Linked DNA regions of Mus musculus: all the other regions are linked to region 1. A link is a contact called in public HiChIP or PLAC-seq and promoter capture Hi-C data. All regions are on one chromosome and are shown on one strand. The core of a region is the stretch at or near the end of the contact, and the rest is flanking DNA. Distances in the headings are between cores, read along the strand shown.

What was found. Promoter capture Hi-C pulls out the DNA fragments that hold promoters and counts their contacts. HiChIP or PLAC-seq counts read pairs in DNA pulled down with a chosen protein or histone mark.
Region 2: an H3K27ac HiChIP or PLAC-seq map of embryonic stem cells shows a contact between it and region 1, with 4 times the contacts expected there. The contact joins the promoter of Pkm here to the promoter of Rplp1 in region 1. A contact is called at or near these places in 1 of 39 promoter capture datasets (embryonic stem cells), 2 of 484 Hi-C or Micro-C datasets (both in embryonic stem cells) and 1 of 115 datasets of contacts at active chromatin or transcription factors (embryonic stem cells).
Region 3: a contact with region 1 is called in an H3K27ac HiChIP or PLAC-seq map of embryonic stem cells, with 14 times the contacts expected there. The contact joins the promoter of Gramd2 here to the promoter of Rplp1 in region 1. A contact is called at or near these places in 2 of 39 promoter capture datasets (cranial neural crest and hippocampal neurons), 2 of 484 Hi-C or Micro-C datasets (both in embryonic stem cells) and 2 of 115 datasets of contacts at active chromatin or transcription factors (both in embryonic stem cells).
Region 4: a contact with region 1 is called in a promoter capture Hi-C map of erythroid cells, with 28 times the contacts expected there. The contact joins the promoter of Myo9a here to the promoter of Rplp1 in region 1. A contact is called at or near these places in 3 of 39 promoter capture datasets (cranial neural crest, erythroid cells and liver).

Annotation. Positions count from the first base shown.
Region 1 is chr9:61,913,035-61,916,106 of GRCm38.p6, reverse strand. Rplp1 (ribosomal protein, large, P1) reads left to right here and starts at 1,597. Exons shown (of 3, transcript NM_018853.3): 1 at 1,597-1,750; 2 at 2,145-2,219; 3 at 2,586-2,824. The coding sequence starts at 1,679. The coding sequence ends at 2,783.
Region 2 is chr9:59,655,157-59,658,228 of GRCm38.p6, reverse strand. It overlaps Pkm (pyruvate kinase, muscle), which reads right to left and starts at 1,653. Exons shown (of 11, transcript NM_011099.4): 1 at 1,580-1,653. Gm51708 (a long non-coding RNA gene) reads left to right here and starts at 2,323. Exons shown (of 4, transcript XR_003948336.1): 1 at 2,323-2,392.
Region 3 is chr9:59,678,736-59,681,807 of GRCm38.p6, reverse strand. Gramd2 (GRAM domain containing 2) reads right to left here and starts at 1,654. Exons shown (of 12, transcript NM_001379375.1): 1 at 1,556-1,654. The coding sequence starts at 1,596. Pkm (pyruvate kinase, muscle) reads right to left here. Exons shown (of 11, transcript NM_011099.4): 11 at 2,436-3,072. The coding sequence ends at 2,974.
Region 4 is chr9:59,749,663-59,752,734 of GRCm38.p6, reverse strand. Myo9a (myosin IXa) reads right to left here and starts at 1,561. Exons shown (of 44, transcript NM_173018.2): 1 at 1,390-1,561. It overlaps Senp8 (SUMO/sentrin specific peptidase 8), which reads left to right and starts at 2,086. Exons shown (of 2, transcript NM_027838.3): 1 at 2,086-2,157.

The sequences.
Region 1 (3,072 bases), core at 348-2,847:
AGACCAGCTTGAAATGTATAGTAAGAGTATGTTTCAGCTGGGCGGTGGTGGCGCACACCTTTAATCCCAGCACTTAGGAGGCAGAGGCAGGTGGATTTCTGAGTTCAAGGCCAGCCTGGTCTACATAGTGAATTCCAGGACAGCCAGGGCTACACAGAGAAACCCTGTCTCGGAAAGAAAAAAAAAAAAAAAAAAAAAAAAAGAGCATGTCTCAAAGTAAGCTTAAGGGGGTCTGAGATGTAGCTGAGTGGCTGGAGTGCTTAGTGTGTACCCGCCCTGGAGTTAATCCCTAGCCCAGCATGACCTGGATACTTAAAATCAATCCCAGGCAGGGGAGGAAGATCCAACATTCCAGGTAATCTTCAACCACATAGCAAGTTCAAGGCCAGCTGAGGTACATGACACCCTGTCAGGGTGTGTGTGTGTGTGTGTGTTTAGACTGAAGGCCATGTCAAATTCCACTGAGATCATGAACAGAATTTTGATTGGAACTATATTACTTGGAGAAAATTCTCCGTTTTAGGCTCTTATCTGTGAAAACTATATTGCTCTACTTAGGTTCCTTTTGCTGTTTCATAGCTTCTTTGTGGTCCTGAGATTAGAATTTTATTAACTTTAAAGAAACCACTTAATCTAGTATGCACTACATTCTAGTTGCAAGTTTCTAGCACCAAGGTCACCTCTACACAAGCTGACCACACACGAGCTGTACCCTAACCTGAGGGGTGTTTTTATTTAATTGTGTATATGAGCACTTGGGGTTTCTATTGCTGTGACAAAGTACCATGCACTAAAAGAGAGGCAAAGGAAAACGTTTGTTTATTGATACTTGCTTTTGATGTCTGCGCATCAAAGTTACTCTCCTGGTTTTCTAGGGGTTCTATATAATTAGTTGCCGAATTTTATCACGTGGTCTCCTACTTCTGTGGGTTTTTTCCTCACCATACCTCGCGTGACACTTTAAAGAGTGTTTACTTTTATGTGTACTTGAGCGTGTCTGCTGACCTCTGTCAGGATCAGAGCCCCTGTTACTGGATTTCCTGGCACTTTTCGGGGTGCGGGAGCCAAACCTGAGAGCTGCAAGATGGCTTAACTTCCGCCCCTCTGTGCTTTTTCAATGTAATGAATTAAACATTAACCACGATATATTGCATTTGATATGCAACTCCGGGTCCCGGGTGGTATTTATCAACCTCATCACAGACACAGTTACTACGGCGCGCACGCCCGGGGTGAGGGTGGGTTGGGAAGTCCACCACGTGATCCGCAAGGCTTGAGGCGGAGAGCGACTTTTCAGTGTACCCAAGCCGTGGGAACGCGCCTGTCAGTTTAAGCAGTACGTCTCCCCCGATAGCTCTCTCCCTTTAGCCTGTTAATCTCTACTGTTGAGCACTTGTAATATTCGCAAGCCCCAAAGGCCAATCGCACCGGAAGTCGAACGCGCAAATCCGGAACTGCGTTCTGCAGACGCGCCTCCTCTCGGTTTTGGCCCTGCCCCTTCCGTCTCGAGTCGGGCATCGATTGGTCGGCGCGGTCCCATAAGAAGCTGCGCGCAGGCGTATATGATCTTTTCCTCAGCTGCCGCCAAGGTGCTCGGTCCTTCCGAGGAAGCTAAGGCCGCGTTGGGGTGAGGCCCTCACTTCATCCGGCGACTAGCACCGTGCCGGCAGTCTACAGCATGGCTTCCGTCTCCGAGCTCGCTTGCATCTACTCCGCCCTCATCCTGCACGACGACGAGGTGACGGTCACGGTAAGTGCGGGATAACCCCGGGCCGGCCACGTGTTTGTGCGGCGGACACCCGGCTCCGCCCGGACTTCGCATTCTCAGGCATTCGGTGACTTGGAGGCCTGTGAGGCGTATGCGCTCTGTCCTCCCCGCGCGGCCCAACCCGAGACAGGTGAATGGCGGTCCCGAGCGCGCATGTTAGGCCTACTGTTTAGAGTGGGCTGTTTTTATCTAAGTTTTAGGCCTCGAACTCAGGTCGTCAGGCCTGCGGGACAATCCCACAGCCCGCTGAGCCTTCAAACCTGGCCTTGTCTTTTTTAAGGTTGACTTTAGCCCAAGTACGAAACTTAACTCTGTATAAGTGACTGAGTTTTAGCCGCATTCTGATCGTTCTGACGGGTTGGCGTTTGTGTTCCAGGAGGATAAGATCAATGCCCTCATTAAAGCAGCTGGTGTCAGCGTCGAACCTTTCTGGCCTGGCTTGTTTGCCAAGGTAAGTTTTGGGGTTACACTTGGTAATGTACGATTTCCACCACCAGCCTTGATTTTTGTATCTTAGTTTGTACTTATTGATGTGGCTTTTATGTCAGGCCTTCACGGTCCATGGCTTGAGAATGAGTTTTGTTGCCTCTTAAGTTTGGGCATTTGAAGCAGTGAGATTCATGCAAAGTGGATAGCTACATTCTATTTATACAAACAGCTTTATTTCTGGCAAGTGGGGTCAATCAACTGGTGGCAGTTGTATATTGATTCCCTGTAGTCCTGAACATTGCTTTGGTCTCATGGGTGAAAAGAGCTTAATTGAATCATTAAATCTTGCAGCACAAAACTAAAAGCCTTTTCTATGTCTCTGTTGTAGGCTCTGGCCAATGTCAACATTGGGAGCCTCATCTGCAATGTAGGGGCTGGTGGGCCCGCTCCAGCAGCTGGAGCTGCGCCTGCTGGTGGTGCTGCTCCATCCACTGCCGCCGCCCCAGCTGAGGAGAAGAAAGTGGAGGCAAAGAAGGAAGAGTCCGAGGAGTCTGAAGATGACATGGGCTTCGGTCTTTTTGACTAAACTGCTTTTGTTAAGTTGGCTAATAAAGAGCTGAACCTGTAGGTGGACTGGTCTCACTTGTAAGCCACAAAGCTCTTGGAGTTTCAGAGATGGTAGCAGGTCCCAAAAAAATGTCAGGGAAGGAGGGTCTTGACCAAAGCCACCATGAGTTATATAAATAAGACCTGGGTCAAAAGAACTAGACGATCTGGGTAGAGAATGGGTGGGTCTGTCTCCAGGAAGCCCCTTCAAGCAACTGTTCAGAGAGCCTGTTTAGTGCCAGACAGACAGGCTGAGAGCTAACTCTTAC
Region 2 (3,072 bases), core at 404-2,903, 2.3 Mb after region 1:
GGCTGCACAGATTTCTCCCTTTAGATAGCTCTTTCTCAGGAGAGCTGCAATGTAACATTAATTACTTTGTAAACACTGACGGGATTCCAGAGAGAATTTGTTTCCATGGGCATACTGGGTATTCAGAGCCTACCTGCCTCCCCAAGCTTACCCCTAATGTGCATAAAAATAGTAAGGAGACAGAATCAAGTTGGTAGCCTTCAAGGTAACTACTTCATTCATTGACCAAAAGGATATAATGCATGCCCTTCTGGATATTTCACCCGAGGTTAGTCACTACATCGAGGATGGCCCGTACTTACAAGGAGACCAGTAATTTAGCAGCCTGGAGTGACACAGGACCAGAGGCCAAACCTAAGAATATTAATAGATCACACCGGATTCCAAAACCTAGCTGCCTCCATGCACGACTGGATTTTCACTATAAGGTTCACTTTTTCCAAACTACCAGTGTCCTGGATTTGGAAAAAGTGGTCGAGCTCTTATCTTACTATGACTGGGTATTTACTGGGTCTTTATAGCCTTCAGACTAGAAGATGCCCGGCTTTTTCAAAACCAGTATGCCGGCCACCTTGTGCATGCAGCCCCATCTTCCTCATAGCACTGACTTGACAAAATCTGCTTCCCTAATTAGACCGAGCTCTGTGGGCTATGTGTGTTCTGGTAGCGTCGGGCTCCAGTTTCTGTCGGGAACGGGTATGGGTTGATCGCCCACCCTCCCCCTCGCCAGCACGTGGGAGCAGCATGACCGATTAATCAGACGCATCGCAGTACGTGCCGCCCCTCCGCCGCAGGATGGAGCGCGAGAGCAATGAGGGCCCGTGCCCACCACCAAAAATCTGCGGGCACACAAAACAGGCAGCAATAGCGGCCAACCTTTCTTGCCAGGCCACCGGGAATACAAAAGTTACGTAACTTGTAGCTGCATTACCAAGGACCGCTAGTGACTGCATCCTACCTCCATGCACCGGACCACGAGGAGTCCGCGGACGTGACTAGAATGCGGGGGGAGGGGAAAAGCTGCGAGGGGGAGGGGCGAGGATATGGAGGTTGAAAGGATGCTGCGGCGCGGACGTGACCGGATCGGAGGGGGGAGGGGCGACGAAGAGCTGCGAACACTGGCGCGGGAAGAGAACGCTGACCTGAAAGGAGGATGAACGCGGAGGCTGAATGGGGGGTGGGGGTGGGGTGAGTAGGGGAATTATTTCAAGTAGAGATTAAGAGGAGGGCACCGAATTATGAGGGCACAGAGCTAAGAGGAAGGTCGTAAGTCGTAGTGGATGTAGGAGGACGAGCATCGGAGCAGGGCGAGAACAGGGTGGCGAGGATAGCAATAGTAAGATAAGAGGCTGGAACCAGATTGAGATGGAAGAGAGAGCAGAATGAGACCGTGGGAAAGGAGCTAGCCGGCCACCCTCAATTTGGAGGATTAAGACTTGGACTCAAGTGTGGCTCCTCCCCAACCCGGAGTGGGATGCTCGATGCCTGGCGCCTGAGTCCCGCGTGGGCAGGCAGGCCTGCGTTACACACCAGTGGGCATCGGCTCTGGGGACAGATGGCTTAGGTTCTCCCCGCTCACCTCGGGCGTACTTCGGTTCCTGCTGCGATACCTAGAGCGGACGTCAGTCAAGTGAAGACGAGTCGCTGCTGTGCGGGGCTGCGCCGACTGGGCCTCAAGGTTATCACAGCTGCGGGCCGCCGCAATCCCTCCGCAGCCCCGCCCCTCGCCCAATCCGGGCTGCGGCCGGCGGCGCCCCGCCTCTCAACGGGGCGCCCGCACCTCCTGAGAGAAGCTCAGGGTAGGCGGGACAAGCAGGTTGCCCTTTTGAGGAGGACTACCTTCCGTGGCGGAAGGACATCGTAGACCAAATTTGCTCAAGGGTTATCCTGTTGACCAATGGGGAAGTGGTGAGGGAGCAAGGCCCGCCCACCGGGCCAGCGCCGCCGCCGCCACCACCACCCCTAGGTTCCCGGGCGCCACCGCCACCTGTTGCTTTAGATCGGCTACAAAATGTTCCCTTTTTGGCCTTTTGCCCAGGTCTCCCCATCTGCCCTGGCCTACCAGGGCGGTGCCCAGATTTATAGGTCCACGGACATTCCTCCAGCCCCGCCCGGAGACTCTCCACCCTCCCGGCGCCCGCCCCAGTACACCCTCTGAGGCTGAGCGGAACGGGAAGCTGGGGTGATGGGAGCAAGAGAGTGGTGGAAGGTCTGGGCTGCCTCCTAGAGGGTTCCAGACTTAGAGGCTGGGTAGGAAGAACTTAAGTCTCTCTTTGGAACGTGAGCGCGACCTCCTAATAAGGAGGGCTAGATTGGACCCATGTTAATACTTTGAGTCTCGAATCCTGCACTTTTAAAATGCCTGGACCTGGACGCAGCAAACCAATCCAAGGTAATTAGTGCAGAACTGGACCTACGTGTAGCCATTATCTATGCAGGAGTCAACACTGGTTTTTGACTCAGGCGTGTATGTATTTAAATTTGTAGTATTGGAGGCATTAACAATTTTTTCCCTACAAAGTATTTTCTAATTTCCCAACTGTTAACACTAGTCTTCATTCCGCAGAGTTTTGAAAGCAGATACAATGTTGCCACATTCTAAATGGGAAGACTGTACCTTAGGTTTTGGATTTTTTTTGGTTTTGTTTTGTTCTTTTGTTTTTCTTGGTAAAAGATGGGTGTGACCATTTCAAGCAGACACTTCTTTGTAGTTGAATCACAGGCCTTCATCCCATTTTCGGTCAGTTTTGATTAGAGGGAAGGGTAACATAAATGCAATTTGTAGTGAAATAAAGTTTTTTAGTTTCTTCTATAAGTCCCCTTGGTCCCCTTAGTTTAGGGAAGTAAATGCTTGGTTATTATGGTGGAAAGAACATGAAGTTGGGGAGGGGGAGGTTATATCTGTGGAGGAAATCATTCCTTTCTGCAAGAGAAGGGGGTAGAAGAAATGACCTCTTTGTGCCTTGGACACACACACACAAAAGAACCATAGTGTTCAACAGGGTGACAGTTATCTATCTACTCATGTTGAGGTCCACTGTGCATACTGTGCGTCAAGCAGAGTAGCTCACA
Region 3 (3,072 bases), core at 405-2,904, 2.2 Mb after region 1:
TTCACTTCTAGTCCCAGATAAAGTTTTGAGGACCAACCCGAGTTTTGAAATTTTAAAACAAGCACCAACAGTAAGGCCTGGATGAGGCTCAGTCTGACCTTTCCAGACTATTTAGAAACTTCTTGCCCTCTGGGAAGCTGAGAAAACCTTTTCTACTTGGCCCCAGCAGACACCTCCTGAATTGCTGGGGTGAAACCAGTCAGCTTTGCCCACTGGGTCTGCTCACTTGCCCCAAGGTCCCCACTAAGAACACCCTTAATGACTGCCAAACTCTAACCTTTACTCTAAGAATGCCTTTCTATGCTGCAGTCTAACTGGCCTTATGAGGAGACTGAAGAGCAGTCCACAGGGCGAGCGATACCCTCTACCCATCTCTTCTGGCAAGACTCTTGTCTTCCAGCTTTAGGAGTGGAAGGACACCTTTGCACAACCAGATACGTACGTTGAAGGAGGCAAACCCAGAGACAAAGGCTGATCACAGCTAGCCCACCCCCTCAAGCCCGTAGAGGACTGAGTGCTAACTCATCACCCTATGTACCAAGGTTGATGTGGGAACAAGATCACATTTGCCCCACCTCAATCCATCCTGGCTGGCCAGGGATGTCCAATCCTGCAGGTTTGGGGCTGGGTGGGAGCAAGAATTTACAGTTTCATCAACGGGCCGCATCTTCCCCCTAAATAATCTCATCTGCACCACTTCAAAAGTTAAATTCCCTAACTCCCCAGGGCTGGACCTGAAATCATTATGTAGTCCAAGATGACCCTGAATCTCAGCTCATGTAAGCTTCCCAGGAGCTAGCAAGCATGAACCATCTTGCATACGGTGCTGGAATTGTAGATGTGCATCACCAATGTGTTTTATGCAGTGCTAAGGACCAAATCCAAGGCCTTATATATGCTAGGTAAACACTACCTACCCTCCCAGCTCACAGTTACCATTCTTGATGTCATCTGCCATGCCGCCTCCTGTCTTCTCTCCCCCCACTTATTCTCCACTACCTGCAAGAACTTTCCTTTCCTCCCAAGCCGACTTTGAACCAGCTCTCTGGGCTTGGAGACCAGCCCCAGCCCGCCCGGGCCTGGCGCACGGGGTGCGGCCGAGTCGTGCTGGGACAGCTCCACGTTGCCTCAGAAGCAGCCGAGTGTGCTCCTAAGAGTAGATCCCGCTGGGAGTGGAGAGGAGAGGAGAGGAGCTGATTTTGCAGAGGCCCACAGGGAAGCGCCAGGCTGTGTGTGGAGACAACCGGGACTGGGGGGTCGTTATGGCGAGAAATGAATGAAACACAAATGAATGGACCGCGAGGGTGGCCGACACGAGGTGATTTCCAGAAGGGAGCGTGCCTTCCGCTCGCCTGAAGCCACCAAGACACATCGGATACATCGCACCAGACTCGCACACCTCACAGCCGGGCGGAGGCGCAGGGTCCAAGCCTAAATTTCTGCGGTTGGAAGTGCCCAGCCGGGAGGCAGAAGGCGCCTAGGCGCGGCATTCCCAGAGTCGCCCTGCCCTTCGTCGCAGCCTCCTGGACCTGGAGCCCCGGGACGCCTCCCTTACCTGCCCGCCTCGACAGGCTCGCTACGGCTCAGGGCGGTCATCGCAGCGCCTTCTCCGGGAGCCCGAGGCCGTGCGCCAGACCCAGTGCCCTCCGGGGACCGCCCACCCCGGGAAAGGCCCGCCCCCACACGCCTATTGGCCGCTCGCGCAGAATGAGCCTGGCTCAATTGGTGGAGCCTTCCCCGCTCCCAGACCGCCCTGATGGGTCCCAGCTGCAGGTAGGTCTTCAAAATTGTGAGGTCGAGGAAACCAGGGCCTGGGTCCTCAATTATGGGACTTCATATCAAAATGTTCCCTCAGGGCTCTTCATTCTACTCCGCCTTCCAACCTCCTTACCTAACCTGAGCTCTTGGTGCTGCAACATCTCAATTTCAGAGGCCTTAGCCTCTGACTAGGTGGCTGTTGGGAGTTGCCAGGGACAAGGGTCCCACCTTGTTTCTATGTACCTTATTCCTGAGGGCAACAGGAAAACAAGAGACCCTTTGTGCTTAACTGTTATGGAGGCTGAGGGTTTTGTGAAGTATCCAATCAGGGACTCATCCTACAGCGCCCTCAACAGGCCTCTACCACAGGGATCAGCCCACTATTCGACCATTCTAGGTGCTAGCTGAACCTGTCCCAGACTTTTCTAGTATTTGCCCTGAAATAGAACGGATCAGCTTCCCGATACACAGCCGCACTTTGGTGCAGGAGGCAACTTATATACTCCCAAAGTATTCAGTCTCCGGCGTCTCCAGTGGTCCCGTGCTTGAAGGTTATCTGGTGGATCCATAGCACCCAAGGCCAGGCCTCCTGGCTGTTGTCATTCTCAATTGCTCAAAGGGCAGGGCTCGACCACCACTACCAACCCCCGGAAAAAAACAAAACAAAACACAACACAGGTGCTTCAGCTGCTGTTTATTGACATTCAGGTGGGCACTATAGCAACAGGCCTGGAGACTCTGCAGAATACAAGGTGGAGAGTGGAGTGTCTGCAGTGACAGAAGTGGAGTGCACAAGAAGTGGGGAGGCCAAAGCTGTTGGGAAAGCAGGTCAGGGCCAGGGCCAGAAGTCGTCATCTACACTGGGACCCTGGGCCCCACACCCTCAGCCCCTACTCTTTTGCTGTCTCCTGACTCCAGGCTAGGGCTGGGAATTCTGACAACTTTCTACAGAAGCAAAGCCCAGAGATGCTGCCGCCCTTCTGTGATAAAGTCAGGGTTTCCAGTCCTGCATTCCTCCTCCACCCCTGGCTCAGGTAGGGCCCTGAATAATAGCTGGTCTCTATTGCATGTTTTAGAGGCATTAATTTTCCCTGGTGTCCCAGCCCACCAGCGCCACACTATGGCCCAGAGTGAGCACTACAAGCGTTGCTGGCCTAATGGAAAGGATAGGGGAGGGGAAGGGACAGGGGCTAGAAGAGGGGCTCCAGAGGGCCATCAAGGTACAGGCACTACACGCATGGTGTTGGTGAATCCAGAGCCAGGGCGCCACCCGGTCAGCACAATGACCACATCTCCCTTCTTGAAGAAGCCTCG
Region 4 (3,072 bases), core at 312-2,811, 2.2 Mb after region 1:
CCCTGTATTACACACAGACACAAAAAAATGAAAGGAAAAAAAAACCGTAAGTACTAACTACAAAAATATCCCCCACCCTTACATAAACATTAAAATTATACACTTAACACTTAACATTACGCTTCCCTCTTGACATCTCAGGAGTATAATTTCAACAAACATTTTATTCAATATTTTACTACTACTAAGAAAGCTGTTAATAATAACTTCAATTCTGAATGACACTTATACTTGGTCCTTGGAGAAGACTGGGTGGTAAAAAAATACTAAAAACATTAGCCTTCAGGGATTAAGAACAGCTATAAATGCTGTTTTTCTAACAAGTTCAAAAACAGTAAATCCAAAACTCCTCTAGTTAAAAACCTGTGTATCTGTACAAATCTACAGTGCTGAGACAAATATATGAAGAGTTACTTATCTTCATTGGTGTAATGCAACTTAATCCTTACAGAAGCCCAGAAGTGACAAGATATAGACTGGTTCTTTCCTTCTACTGAAGAGACAAGATGAGGAGCAAGCAGCTTGCCCTTGTAACAGCACACATACCCTCCCTGCCTGGGCTTTCACACTCTTTGCTCTCTTTCCCTTTCAGCAACCAGTCCCTGAGGCTCCAAACATGGGTCTCAGTCTGACTCCTTAAAATCCAATGGAGTGAATATACTGGACTATGTAAATAACCCCTTCGAGTTTTCCTGGAAACTTCTTTTCAACCAAAGATCCCGATTGGTTAGAAATCAGGTAACAAGGTTTGCTTAAGAGGTCTTCTAGAGAAACTACACCAGGGCGGGGGGGGGGGGGGTGTGAGGGGGCGATCCAGCACTCTGATGGTGATTTGAAGGGCTAACCGGAGACCTACTAGGTAAGAGCATCATGACATTGGGCTATCTGAAAGCTCGTATGGGTAGGGGGAAAACCTAGCAAACCTGACTGGAAGTAAGCTGCGTGAGGGTCCCTATGAAAGCTCGGGTAGCGATGACTCGTAGGATACCCAAAGATCTGGGACGTAGCAATGCATTAGGAAGCAGTAGTGGCCTTGGTTCCCAGACAAGGATCCGCTCCGACATAACGGTGTCTAGAGGTTCCAGTCAGAGTCCTAAAGAGGGTCTAAAGAGGTTCTAGCAGGAGGTGGAAGGGGGCCAGTGACAGAAGCGCCGCGGCTACTGGTGGACAGAATGGTGTCTGGTCAATGAAAGGTACGGGAGAGTCGAGTCTGGGGGTGGAATCCCGGCGGTACTCCGGCGATTGCTAGGCTTTAGGGGCAGAGCTGCTGGCGGGGCGTCTCCGCCGGGGCGGGGCGGGGCAGCCCTCCGGGAGCCAAAGAGCCGAGCGGGAGACGTGGGCCGGGCCAGGCCAGGCGGCAGGGCCGCTGGGTGCTGGGGCGGGTCTTACCTCTGGCTGCGCCGCGGTGGCCACCACAGCCCCTTCCTCTTCGGCGGTAGCCGCTTCCCCAGCTCGGTTTCCAGGGTCAGAAGGAGAAAGCAGAGGCCGAGGCCGCCGGGGGGTAGGAGGGTTCCGCGAGGGTGGGCCCAGTCGCCTCAGGGTCCGAGAGAGCGGCGGCCGCGCATCCCCCGCCCTGTCAGAGAGACTCCGCCCGGACTGGGCAGGCACATCCCCCGCCGCACCCCGCCCAGAGAGCACGCGTTGGAAGCTAAACCGCGGTCCCTGCTTTTGCCCGGGGACCGGTATCTCCGCCGCAGTCCCTCCCCGTCCTGCCAGGACTTTCCGACGGCCACCGCCAACTGCCTCTGCGTCCCCAGTCCTCTCAGGCCTGCGCGCCCCCGACCCCGCTCACGCGGCCCCGCCCCGCGCGGCTCTCCAGCAGCAGCCGAGCAGGCGCGCGCGCACTTACCTCCCACGCCCCCTGCTGCCAAGCCCCGGACAGCCCCGCCCGGCCCCGCCTCCGCACGTGACGCTGCTGGAGCGGGCTGCCTGCGCTTGCGCGGACACGCCTATTTTCCACCCTCCGAATGGCCCCGCCTCCCCATTCCTTCTTCACTTTACGGCAGGGCTGAGACCTCCGTGTTAGATTCTCGATTACTACATAAAAACGTCGTAAGGTTGGAAAGGCAAACTCTGGGATTACGACCTTAAGTCTCACTTTCCGGCCAGTACAGAGCTCCCTGAAGGCTGGTTGGGTTGGTGAGGCCTGAGGAATAGGTAAGACGCCTCCTCCCTACTTAGGTTTGTCTCAGTTTTTGGAAGCAGTGGATCGCTTTGCGCTCCACGCAGACTCTAGTGTGTCCGAGCCCCTTCCTCATTCTGCAGCTGGATTCTCAGCGCCGCCCCTTTTCCACACACGCACGCCCCTCCCCCCACTTGTTCCCGCCCCCGTGGCCAAGTATTTCTTTCCATTCATTCCACAGACTTTTCACTGAGTTGTTTCTATGCTGTAAAATCCAGAATATTAGAAGAAAATGAAAAAATATCCGCTCTTTTGAAGTGCTGTGATGTAGGAAACAAAGAATCCGCAATGGTAACACAGTAAAATAACACGGGATGAGCTGAACACAAACGGGGGAGTGGGGGGGGGGGGGTCCTTGATTGCAGAAGAGGACTTTTCCCAAATGACTTTCAGGCCTGTGGAGAACTCGTGTTAAAACCTTGGTGGACCGAAACTGGCCAGAAAGAAAATGGGAGTAGAGAAAGGCTAGTACAAAGGCATGTGACAAACAACCTAAGAGTAAAAAGCAAGAGGATTGGCATATACCTAGTAAAAACCGCGCAGGTAGACTTCCATTTGAAACAACTAGACTATGTGGCGAGTGAATTTAAGGCCAATCTTGATCACAAGGCGGGGGAAACTTAACTATAACAAGTGCAAGAAATAATCAGATGCAGGTGCAAAGGCTGTTTTTGAAGATGGCTGATTGCCTGGGATGGCTGGCCTGTTAGCTCCTGAAAGAATAAGGCAGCTAGATCTCCAAGTGGGAAGCCAGTCTGAGCCAATTTTAAAAAAAAAAAAAAAAAAAAAAAAAAAAGCAGATATGGTAGTACACGCCGAGTTTCAGGCTAGCAGGGGATACATAGTGAAACCTTGCCTCAAAGAATAAAGTGAAGTTTAGCTCAGTGAGT